Regions from separate parts of the Sus scrofa genome. Here region 1 is linked to region 2. Evidence: chromatin contacts called from public Hi-C data. All regions are on one chromosome and are shown on one strand. Each heading gives the region's core, a stretch centred on a gene start, on an enhancer-like site or on the middle of the called end of the contact. The rest is flanking DNA. Distances are from core to core; before and after follow the strand shown. Region 1 holds the start of LRP2BP (LRP2 binding protein). Region 2 holds the start of SLC25A4 (ADP/ATP translocase 1).

Region 1 (6,059 bases), core at 1,345-3,844, 250 kb before region 2:
GGCACATTCTGGAAATCCACATGACCACGCAAGATCTTCAGCTGTTTGCCCATTCTTATTACATAAACTGAATTTGAGGCAAAATATGAGTTAAGTAAAAAACTGGAATTGGTTAGACTTTTTTAATATCTTCCTAACAGAGGTGCTTTTTGCTGATACAAATGTTGGTTGCAGAACAGAAGCAAAGGAAGCATAGAGGAATTCTATTTTTGCTATTATATCCTCAGTGGCTAGCAGAGAGTACAGCACAGAGTGGGCATTTCACTTTTGAATGAATGAAAGTTAACTATTCTGTTTTCAGTTCAGTGATTAAGTACACAGTGGAAGTCAATGCGAACTTCTGTAGCATGGGTTTTCTTTTTTTTTTTTTTTTTTTTTCTTTTTTGTCTTTTTGCTATTTCTTGGGCAGCTCCCGCGGCATATGGAGGTTCCCAGGCTAGGGATTGAATCAGAGCTGTAGCCACCGGCCTACTTCAGAGCCACAGCAACACGGGATCCGAGCCGCGTCTGCAACCTACACCACAGCTCACGGCAACGCCGGATCGTTAACCCACTGAGCAAGGTCAGGGACCGAACCCGCAACCTCATGGTTCCTAGTCGGATTCATTAACCACTGCGCCATGACAGGAACTCCTGTAGCATGGGTTTTCTAAACCAGAACTAAAATATAATACTGACAAAACATGAACAGAATTACGTCTATGATTGCTTAGGATCCATTCTTTATTTATTCAAATTAACTAGTATTAGATATCATTAATAGCCTAAGGTGACATTTAAATGATAATACTAAATTATCAATTAGGCAAGCATCGTGTCATTAAACTGCAGGGATCTGATTAGTATAATCCAAGAAAATATAAAATTTGAAGCCACTGATTTCATACTTACTCAATTTGAGCATCACTGGCTACAAGCAGGCTGAGGCACTCCATGCTTCCAACTTTTGCTGCCTTGTGTAGTGGAGCTTCTCCAAAAACATCCTTACAAATAAGACAGCACATTTTAGTCTCTCCCCAAAACGCTTGCTTGTGGAAGTTGCTGGGTAAAGTCTATTGTTTGAGGAAGCCAGTTAGAACTGTATTGTTCTGGACTGAATTTTTTAATTTTTTTTTTAAATAAAGTTCACTTGGTACCCTAATAAATAGAGTTGTCATTAATAAAAACATGTGCAGCCACAGCTACATTCATTAAATTTTAAGTGAATAACAGCGAAATCGAAATCTATAAAAGTAAAAATTACAATTTAAAATTCACCATGCTTTAATATTCAGTGGAAGATGCAAACTACCTTCAGTTCTGTAAGAAATTATATTGTTTATGAGCATGAGTCACAAGTATGTCAGTAGCTACCCTGAGACTTCATTTGGTAATGGAGCAATTGTTCCTTTGGAAATGAATCGTAGACCTTCGAAATGCTGTCCGGTATATTAACCAGCAGCCCAACATATGGCTAATGAGCACCTGAAATGTGGCTAGTCTGAATTGAAATGTGCTATAAATGTAAAATACACACCGGATTGAGAAGACACATCAAAAGAAAATGTAAAATACTTAACAGTAATGTTTTATATTGATTACATATTAGAATGATATTTTGGATTAATTAGGTTAAATTACTAAGACTAATTACAAGTTTCGTTTTACTTCATTAATATGGCGACTAGAAAATTTTAAGTTACCTATGTGTCTCACTTATTTCTATTGGACATCGCTGAGACGGTCAAGTTCATGAAAGTGAAACCACTAAATATCCTGGTGCCTAAGAATTGTTTGAGGGGATTTGGGGTGGAGGGGAGGGTTGCACACAACAATCAGTTACCTAGTTACCTGTTGGTTGAGGTCAGCGCCAGTCTGCAGTTGCCAAAGAAGAAAGCAAGAAAGGCCGCCACCTGCAGCCAGGTGGACAGGCGACTGCTCACAGGGATCCGGAGGTGCGTTGACGGAGGCCCCCGTCTCTAGCAGTTGCTTCAGAATATCTACCTGCGAGAAGAGAACAGCTCCAGCACCATTCTTGCCTTTGTCCAGGCTCACGCCCTCCCAAAATTGAACATCCTCCCCCCTGCAAAAATTTTCCAGCTCTGAAGACACAGGGTCCATTGATCCACCATTACCTTAGCTAGCGCTCCCAAGAAGTCAGACCTCCGGAAGCTTAAACCTGCAGGACAAAAGCGGCCTGAGTCTCACCTCTGGGTTGCTATCAAGCAACTGCATTTCCCGCCTAAAGTAGTGGACTGGAGTCCTTGGGAGAGCAAAACGGTGGGGCACTCGTTGCAAACAGGTAAGAGTGCACAAGCTGCCTAAGAGCAGGAGAATTTAAAGATCGCCAGGGCCAGCGGGCCAGCCCCTCCCCGCCGCGCCCCAACTCTGGTTGAGCCCTAGCTGCCCAACCCTTGGCTTCCGGGCCTTTCTCCGCCCAGCTGCAGCCGCACGTACACAAAACACTGGCACGTGCAACCGGGAAGCCAGAGAGGCTGGCGGGGAGGAAGGAGGCGGAGGCAGCGCGGATCCGCCAGACGATTGGCCAGCGGTGGAGCTGTTAGGTCCGCCCACCCTGAGGCGGGGCCCTGGGCCGCTCCCCCGGAGTCCCGGTGCGCGTGCGCGGTGAGCGACGGCAGTCTGCGCGGCTGGAATGCAGCGCCCGCCATGAGGCGTGCGGAGTCCCCACGTCGGACGCGGTAGTTCCCAGCTCTAGTGCTTTTGGGGAAACGGGAGTCGCGGGCGGAGGTTTTGGTTTCTGCTGGCACGCACGTAACCAGGAAACGAGGGAGCTACGAGGCGCTCCGTGGCAATACCACCTTTGGAAGCTACCACGCGTGGGGCTGACGCCTTGGCCGCAGCCTCCAATTCTTTAGCTGCACGTTCAGAGTTGCCCGAGGCTTCGCTCTGTCCCCTGGGCCCTGGACACTTGGGGAAGAAAGCGGGATCTGGGGGTTTGGGGGTAGGTGGAGGGGCGACTGCCTCTTGGCTGCTCTGGGGGAAAGCTGGGTTGGGGGAAAGGCTCTCCTGGAGCTCTTTATACTGTTTAGCTGGAGTCATTCCTTTTTGTAAAACTTTAGAAAAAGACTTCCTCACTTCAGACTGTAGCCAGTGACTCGCACATCTAATCTCTGAACTCTTTCCTCAGCACTTTTTTTTCCCCAGATTAATCCTGCTAAAAGCTACAGCTGCAGCCATATATTTATTTTCCCTAACATCTTCAGTGATCTCCTTCTATCTACTGACATCTTTGAAAGCAGGAGTGAAAAATAATTTATTGCTATACTTTTAGAGGACAAGCTTGTTCTCTGAGATCGGTGTCCTTTTAGTTCCAATTGTTGGTTATAGTTTATTGTATATTTTGTAAGAGCCATAAAGTAATTTGGTAGTAATTCATAGTACTGAACTATGCACTGGTCCAAGGTGTCGACTGAGAAAAATGCACAACGTGGGAGTTGTGGGTTCAGTTTTTTATTCAAGACTTTACTGAGGACTCTAGCCCCGGAGACAGCCTTCAAATAGCTCTGAGGAACTGTTCCTAAGAGGTGGTTAGGAGACTAGTTTACATGTGATTTTTTTTGTTAGGAAATCCATGCAGTTAACATGTATCTTGGTAAAAGATCACTGCTAGTCACAGAGAACAAATAGCTCAGCTTAATGATTGTAGTGTTTTTCTATGCATGGGAAGGTGCAAAAGCAGAGTTTGTTAAAATTCTTGGTGAAATGTGTCTAACTGCCTGAAGGCTTGTTTGTCCAAAGCACAGAGCATCCCTTTATCACCTTTAATTTCCTCTGTCTGAAGCAGAGTGCCCATCATGGCATCATCTTAATCTCTCTGAGGCATCAATTGCACTGTTGGCCCATGGCTGCAGCAGGTTAATCTTGAAGACTTGGATGGTGAGCAAATTGCTCTTTGCTCTTTTGTTTCCAAGGGGTAGTTTTAAACATTTATACGCATACTTGAACATAAACATGTATATTTGTGTTCAAACATATTATAGAATCATGCTTGTGTTCTGTTTTTTATGTTTAAACTAGTCACAATACCTTGTTTATATTTAAAGAATGTGAGAGATATATGAGAATACCTGTCCATGTTGCCAATTTTCCTTTTCTCGTGTTTTTCAATTCGATAAGCACTATTTTTCAAAGCATATATTAAGCTTCAGGTTTACACAGATGTTCATTATCAGGAATTCCTAACTAATAGAATTATTATGAGAGCGTTCCTAGAGTTCTGGACATAGGTATTGCAGTTAACATATGCAATGGGATATTTGTGTGATGCTACACATCCATATTGCATCCTTTTTCTTGAAAACAAGATTCTGTTCAGCATGCATTGAATCTTGTAACTATTGTTAGCTGCCTATTACGTATGTAATTTTCACGAGGAAAGAGAATTTTGTGAGTAGTTGTTAAAGCTTTTGCCCCTTTAATCACTGCACACCTGTCCATTGCTCATAATGTTTCAAAAACATTCTTTATATGTCAGCTAAGTATCTGGTTTACTCTTAGAAATGGGCCTAAAAGCTTTCTAGAAACTAAACAAAGCTGGTAGAGTACAAAAAATATACAGAATAAATACATTTGGGGGACAATATCTTACTGGCAAGTAACTGGAGTTTTTTACTAAACATGTAGCCGGTAGGATCAATTTTCTAGAGTGGAAGATGGTCTAAGATGCATATTCAACAGGCACTCTTCTAAGAATTGATAATTCTGCTTATGCTTAATTTGCTGATAGATGTGTTTCCAGAAGGAATATACCATTTTAGAGGGAATGTTTTAAAAAGAAAAATGTTGGGTGATGGCTAAGTGACCAAATGAGTCTTGAAAGGGAAGCGCTTTCCTAGGTAGTCCAGGAGGGAAGAGGATTTATATATGTAAAATATCTTAACAATGTTAAGAAAACTATGTGTAGTTCAGTCTGGTTGCAGTATGGTTACACGAACAGCAGTGATGTGAAATAAAGACTTACAAATGAAAAATTATATTAAATGACCACTAATGTCTATTCCAATTTATTATTATATTAATATAATTTAAGTACATTAAATTGGCATTAACTGGGCACTTAACTGTGTCCCAAGATTAATACAGATACATATTATCAGGTTGTCTTACAGGAAAGCAAACTGAGACTTAAGAGTTTCAATAACTTATCTAAGATCATATCATTAAGAGATGGAGCTGGAACTCAGCCAGTTTGACTCCAGAGCCCACAGTCTTATATATCTATATTTTAAAGAATTGTGGTCATCATTGGGTAGATTCAAAGATACTAAGATTAAAGCAGAAGAGGAGTTCCCTTTGGGAGCAGCAAAAAGTTCCCTTTATGGCACAATGAAAATGAAGCCAAGTCACATCCATGAAGTTGCAGGTTAGATCCCTGGCCTCGCTAAGTGGGTTAAGGATCCAGAATTGCCATGAGCTGTAGCGTAGGTCACAGACAAAGCTCAGATCCCATATTGCTGTGGCTGTGGTGTAGGTCAGCGGCTACAGCTCCGATGAAGACCCCTAGCTTGGGAACCTCCATATGCCATGGGTGTGGCCCTAAAAGAAAAGGCAGTAAATAAATACACAAACAAATAAATAAAGCAGAAGAAAGTCCTTAGAAAAAATTACTACAATCCATTGAAAAACAGTTCTTTCATTTGATGACCATTAATGTAGCCTTGTTTCTAGAACTGAATATCCCAAAGTGCTCAGCTCAGTGCCTTCTATAAAAGGAATTCCTCTTGAGTAAATGAATATGTGCTAGTAGGTGAAATTTATTAAATAAAAGTATTTGTTGGATAGGCTGAATTAGAATTAGGCTAATTTCATCTATTTCCTATTTGCCTTTATTGACCAAAAAGATAACTGGAAAATATTCCCTAAATGAATAGCTTTGAAAGCAGGAGTAATTACAAATACCTACTAATCTCCATTTATCACTATTATATAACATTTCACTAAATTGTATACATTTAGTAATAATGTCATGGAAAACTTTAGCTCTGAAGAAAGTGAAGGAATATAAAGTAAAACTAAAAGTTTCAACTAGTTGACTTGGTTTCACATGTATTACTTTTAAA
Region 2 (6,234 bases), core at 1,343-3,842:
CTCCAGAGTAACCAGGCAGCCAACAAAAGCTGGTGGCACCATCTCTGGATCTGAGAAGCCAGAGCTGTGCCCAGTGCACAGGGCGTGAAGAAGTGGCTCCGAGTTCAATTCGGTGACCGATAGAGGGAGCTGACCCCCCCCCCCTTTGTCCTTTCTGAGTAACTCAAGGCCAGAGCTGACTTCAGTAGAGGGCAAGGAGAACCCCTAGCGATGCATCCACGCCTCACCACCTCCTCACTGAGAAGCCTCAGTTTAGCCCAGGGACTAGGGGAAAAGGAGATTAACCAACATAAAGTCTATGAGCCAGAGATCCTTCAGGATCCCCTGTGCATACACACCCCTCCTCCCTTCTCTGCACCCCGTTGCCCTTCTCTCACCCTTGGCAGTATCATAGACTCCAAAGTAGGCGGCTCTGTAGATAATGATGCCCTGGACAGAGACGTTGAAACCCTGGTAGAGACCCCGCAGGCCATCGGACTTGAAGATCTTGGCGAGACAGTTGCCCAGGCCAGTGAACTCACGCTGGGCGGCACCCTTGCCCACATCGGCAGCCAGCCTGGTCCTAGCAAAGTCCAGCGGGTAGACAAAGCAGAGGGAGGTGGCCCCAGCTGCCCCACCGGAAGCCAGGTTACCAGCAAAGTAGCGCCAGAACTGCTTATGCCGGTCCACGCCCCCCAGGAAGATCTGCTTGTACTTGTCCTTGAAGGCGAAGTTGAGAGCTTGGGTGGGAAAGTAACGGATCACGTTGGCCAGGTTTCCCCTCCAGAAGGAGAGAAAGCCCTGCTCCTTGGGGATTCTCACCACGCAATCAATGATCCCTTTGTACTGCTTCTCAGCACTGATCTGTTTGCTGGCATGCTGGACCTGTGGGGAGGAGCGGGAGGACAGGCAGGGCAGAGAGGAGGAAAGAGCACAGGAGAATAAGGTCTGTACTTCCTTGATTTCCCTGTTTTAAAAAGCATGGGGAAAATCTAATGAATGATGAGCAAATAGCTACTTGGATAATAAGCCCCCCAAATCCAATTTTGCCTTAATTATCTGGGCATTTGAGAGAAAAGGTTCTAGTCCAAATAAGTGGAAGAGATGCTTTAATTGTGTAAAGGGAGTCATTTATTTGTTGCATTTACCCTAGGTGCCAGAACTAAACTAGGGGCTTACTGGGGGACAAAAATGATTAAAGATCCTTGCACCAAAGGACACCTGCTCTGACTTAATAGACGTGATGGGCAGGAGATGGCCATTCTTCAGTCTGTCTCTAGTCTCCCTAGAAACCAAGATCTCTGAGTAGAAGGATCTCCAACATAAGTAGAAAGAATCTGCTAGGTATTACAGCCTGAAATTTTCAAGGAGATTATCCAAGTAATTAATTACTGAGGAGTTGTTTCGCTGGGCAATTTGTGGGGGTTTTCTTGTTAGTGATCATTCTGACTTCCCAACTGAGGAGGCCTAATTCCTCATTGAGGGTCCCTTGCCTTTTGGGCAAGTGGAGGAGGAAAAAAAAAAAAAGAGATGATGAGCACAAGCCATTTAGACACCAGGCTGGAGAGGAAAAGATGTGGGAAAAGGATAAGTCGATCCAAGTTGATGAAAACTCTTTCTTAGTCTCTCAAAACCTGTTTCTTCATGTGTAAAATGGGGGAAATAACACCTGTCTTGCAGAGGTCATACAAAGATGAATAACGTAATAGGTTATGTCAGTCTAGAGTACAGCGATCGGGACACCGTGATAACCTTGAGTAATAATTATTTTAATGTCTTTATTGTAAAAGGTGGATGCAGGTAAGAGGGTGCAAGGGACATTGACAAGAAAGGAGTCTGACCCAAGAGGCCTAAGAGTTATGCCCGCGCTGTCCCCGGAGCAGGATCTGGCTGGCTGCAACCTACTTGGGGTGGGTTTCCATATATAGACACCCGCGCGCGGGGCGCCACCCGACACCAAGAATCCGCTACTGACGCTGGACCCGTCTCTGCGCAGAGGGCACCTTCCCCTTCGCGCAGGCCGTGCGCTGGGCCCGGGCCTAGCGCGGCTCTTCGGCAGCCCAGCGCCCTGCTCCCTCTCGCCCCACGGCTCTCCTGGGCCCCGCGCGTCCGGCCCCGCGCTCCCCTCGCCGCACCCGCGCTGTCCTCACCTGCAGCAGCAGTTTGACCCTCTCGATGGGGGCGACCGCGGTCTTGGAGATGGCAGCGGCGACGCCGCCAGCCAAGAAGTCCTTCAGAAAGCTCCAAGCCTGATCACTCATGGTGACAGCCGGGCGCACACCGCCTCCGGGAGCCGCGCTCTCGCTTTCTCTGCCCGGCCTGACACGGCCACCCCTGCTCAGTCCCTGCGCAACGCGAAGGGGCCGCTTGTCTCGCCCTGCAACCCGCCTTATATGCCCCGCCCAGCCTCTCGCGAGAGGAGGAGGGCCCCGGGGCCGTGCGCGCCCCGCGCATTGGCTGGGCAGGTGCTCGGACCCCCCGGCGCCCCCACCTCTCCAGAGGGCAACGGGGGCGAAGGCGCTTCCGGGAGGCAGGGGTGGGCCGGGGGCTGTGCCTCCACCTGGGACGTTTAAAGGGCAAATTCATGTTATCTGTCCCGCGACGAGAGGGAACACCGTGTCTCTGCAGCATGTGGGCAGCTGTATTTATAGCACAAGGAGGCTTAGGCCGGGCCGGACCTGGGCACGGACACGGGACCCGCGGCCTCCAGCCGGGCTCGCCTTAACCTCCGGCCTGCACGCGACCCGCTACTGGCCAAGGCATTTCACGTTATTTTTTCTTCTTCCTTGCAACGGTGTCCTTCACCAGAACTCCCTGCCTGGATGTGGTCCTCTTCCGAGTTGTGCGCTCTCACAGATAAATTAAGATCCGCCAGAATAAATACACTAAATTTACTTGATGCCGTGATTGCTTCATATAATCTGGCGAACTGCTGAATCCCTCTTCTCTTCATTCAATCTTTCAGTCATTCATTCTGCTATCAAATGTTTCTGTGCCCAGCACCCAGTGGCACCAGGACAGCCCAAATACAAGGGGCCGCTAGGTGAATACCTGTTTTAGCAAGTTGTATGTTGCTTTACTCTCAGGTCAGGCTGTCACCCCGTGACACACAGCCCCTGATAACACTGAGAACAGGAATTTATAGAACACTTTTTCTTTCTTTCTTTCTTCCTTCCTTTTTTTTTTTTTTTTTTTCCTTTTTGTAAATCCCTTAAGGGCTTAATGTTCCGCTCTGCTCTCAATGGAATCTCAGCACATGTTCTGGGCAGAATGTTCTCAGGCAGCTGGCGGCTTCTAGAGGGTCAGTGCAGTTCCCTTTCCATTGGAATAGCTGGGTGACCAGGATGTTAAGTAAGAGAAAGTCGAAGCCTTAGCTGTACTTGTCTCTTTTTAATAGAGACCTTGGGTTGGGGAGATATATACTATCTAGTCCTAGGAATTGATGGCAATTTGTTTTTTCAACCATATTACTATGAGCTTTGATTTTTCCTTAACTCATTTTTTTTAGACAGGTAATATAATCATACAGGTTTTCAAATGCATCTGTTCCTTTCCCTAGAATGATCTAAACTCTTTACACTTCTCAGTTCTCTTGCTAAGTTTATCAGTGTTCCTTTGTACACTGGACAAAGTTTATTCATTTTTTCACAAGCTTACTGCTGAGTGCAGACAGACATAGTGTTGGTATTGAGCGAGCTGCCCCTCTGTGTCACCCTGGGTCTAGAGGCTCCAGTAGAACAGAGGTCACTTGTTGGGTGCCAGGACCACAGAGGGTATGCGTTTATCCGAGATTGGAGCAGGCTAGAGTTCAGAAATCCAGTGAACTGTATGAAAGCTTATCGAAGTGCAAATTTACCAAGGTCAGAGCAGGCAGAAGGTCAAGAATTCAGCATAAACACAAAAGCCATTTATGCATTCACTCAACAAACACTTCTGTACTTACTGAGTACCTGGAACTAAGTTTGTCTCTGTGGATTCAATATAAGTAAGATATGGCTCAGTCTCCAAGAACCCCCCAAATATGCCCATGGCAGCTGAGGACATATTTGTCACTTGTTCAGTTTTATTATGGCTTCATATATAGAGTTCCCTGAGACACAATCCACGTATTAGTCGTTTTACTTATTTTTTATTTTTGGTGGGCGCAGGCAGTGGGCATGTGGAAGTTCCTGGACCAGGGATCAAATCCATGCCACAGCAGCGACCTGAGCCACTGTAATGACAACACCAGATCTGTAACCCGCTAAACTACCAGGGAACTCCCACATATTAGTTATTTTAAATTATGGTAGTGTGCTGAATTCTCTCCTGTTAATGTAGAGCAGGTGCCTAAACCATTTTCTTCTGAATTGTGCAATAGAGATGTACCTTATTTTTATTATGGAAAGTAATGCTGCTATATAGATACTTCTGCATAAATTTCGTTTTCCCCTTAAGTTTTTCCCTTCTCATGTATTCCCAAAATGGAATACATAGATTGAACATCTTTAAGGTGTTTTTGTTCCCACTACAGATTGAGAGATTGTTCTTTGGAAGAACTGTATGATATCACTTATAAGTGGAATCTAAAAAATACAACAATCTAGTGAATGTAACAGAAAAAGAAACAGACTCACAGATATAGAAGACAAACTAGTGATTACCAGTCAGGGGGGAGGGGGCAACAGAGGGGAAGGGATTTAGAGGTACAAACTGTTAGGTATACAATAAGCTACAAAAGGAGTTCCCTGGTGGCTCAGTGGGTTAAGAACCTGGTGTGGTCACTGCTATGGTGCAGGTTCCATCCCTGGCCCAGGAACTTCCACACGCCAAGGGTGCAGCCAAAAATAAATAAATAAGCTACAAATATATATTGTATAACACAAGGAATATAGCCAATATTTTATAATTGTAAATGGAGTATAACCTTTAAAAACTATAGATTACTATATTGTATGCCTGTAAGTTACATAATATTGTATATCAACTATACTTCAATTTAAAAAAAAAACAAAACAGGAGTTCCCATTGTGGCTCAGCAGATTATTAACTGATGGGTCAGTATCCATGAGGATGAGGGTTTGAACCCTGGCCTTGCTCAGTGGGTTGAGGATCCGGCATTGCCCAAGTTGCAGCATAGGTTGCAGCTATGGCTCAGATCTGGCATCATTATGGCTGTGGCATAGGCTGGTAGTTGCAGCTCCAATTTGACTCTGCCTGGGAACTCCCATATGCTGCAGGTGCAGCCCTAAAAAGCAAATAATAATGATAGTAATAATATTTTTAAAAATAGTTGCCTGGATTTATTTTTATTGTTCAGTTGTCCAATTATTTAACATCACAGGAAGACTTTTTAACAATCATGTAAGTTAAATTAAATATTAACTTAACATACTAATTCGGGAAGTTACACCTAATTTTACCGATCAGAATTTTTAGTATTTTCTAAATGGGAGATAGCATATTTCTCCTTGGCTTCTGTCCAATTATCCTGTTATATCAAGGGAGCTGTAGCTGGAATACTTGATTAGGTTTTTCATGGAAACCCATACACTGTCCTCTGCTTCCACGGACTTTCTCAGAAAGGAGAGGCCTCAGGTGCCCCCAAGAGCATGAGCTCTTGGATCACAAGATCTGGGTATCACTTACACAGGGAGGGGAGAGGGTGGCACTCAGAACATGTGTCTGCCTGCCAATCCCAGCACTTGGTGGCTTTCTGCCAGCATGAGAATGGACAAGGCATATGAGATAAGAGAGAAAACTCTGCTTTCAAATGTGGCATAGTATCCCAGACACTGGGGCGGGTGGGGAGAAGGCTGTTAGAAATGAGAGTAGGGTATTGAGTGAATCTTTGGATTTTAGTGGCAGCCTTTAAAGAATTAGTCTCTTACCAAATTGGGGCTAGAGGATGGGAGCTGCTAAAGAGGAAGAAATAAAGAAAAACACTCCAGGATTTGATGATGGTGAGGCTAACACACCGCCTGTGTATACATGTATCTCTAAAACTGCTAGGAATTAGAACATGCTGTTATTATTTGTTCATGTGGTAAATACGGGCATTAAGCAAAGAGGAATGAATTCTAAAAATTTACTTTTTGATCATATATGAATTGTGGAATCAGTCAAAGGAATTTACAGACTCATTCATATCTGTGCATTGATGCACTATTTCAAAAAGACCAAATAAGGAGTTCCCACTGTGGCTCAGGGGATTAAGAACCCAACTAGTATACATGAGGATTCAGGTTCAATCCCCGGCCTCACTCAGTGGGTTAA

The links. Hi-C and Micro-C count contacts between places; a contact is called where the count stands out from the background.
Region 1: a contact with region 2 is called in a Hi-C map of skeletal muscle, with 2.8 times the contacts expected there. The contact joins the promoter of LRP2BP here to the promoter of SLC25A4 in region 2. A contact is called at or near these places in 1 of 5 promoter capture datasets (fetal liver) and 1 of 47 Hi-C or Micro-C datasets (skeletal muscle).

What each region holds. Positions count from the first base shown.
Region 1 is chr15:46,442,191-46,448,249 of Sscrofa11.1, reverse strand. It overlaps LRP2BP (LRP2 binding protein), which reads left to right and starts at 2,594. Exons shown (of 11, transcript NM_001243566.2): 1 at 2,594-2,660; 2 at 2,663-2,678. The coding sequence starts at 2,647. ANKRD37 (ankyrin repeat domain-containing protein 37) reads right to left here and starts at 2,461. Exons shown (of 5, transcript XR_002339222.1): 1 at 2,115-2,461; 2 at 1,831-1,983; 3 at 892-983; 4 at 1-67.
Region 2 is chr15:46,189,856-46,196,089 of Sscrofa11.1, reverse strand. SLC25A4 (ADP/ATP translocase 1) reads right to left here and starts at 2,592. Exons shown (of 4, transcript XM_003133345.4): 1 at 2,130-2,592; 2 at 378-864. The coding sequence starts at 2,240.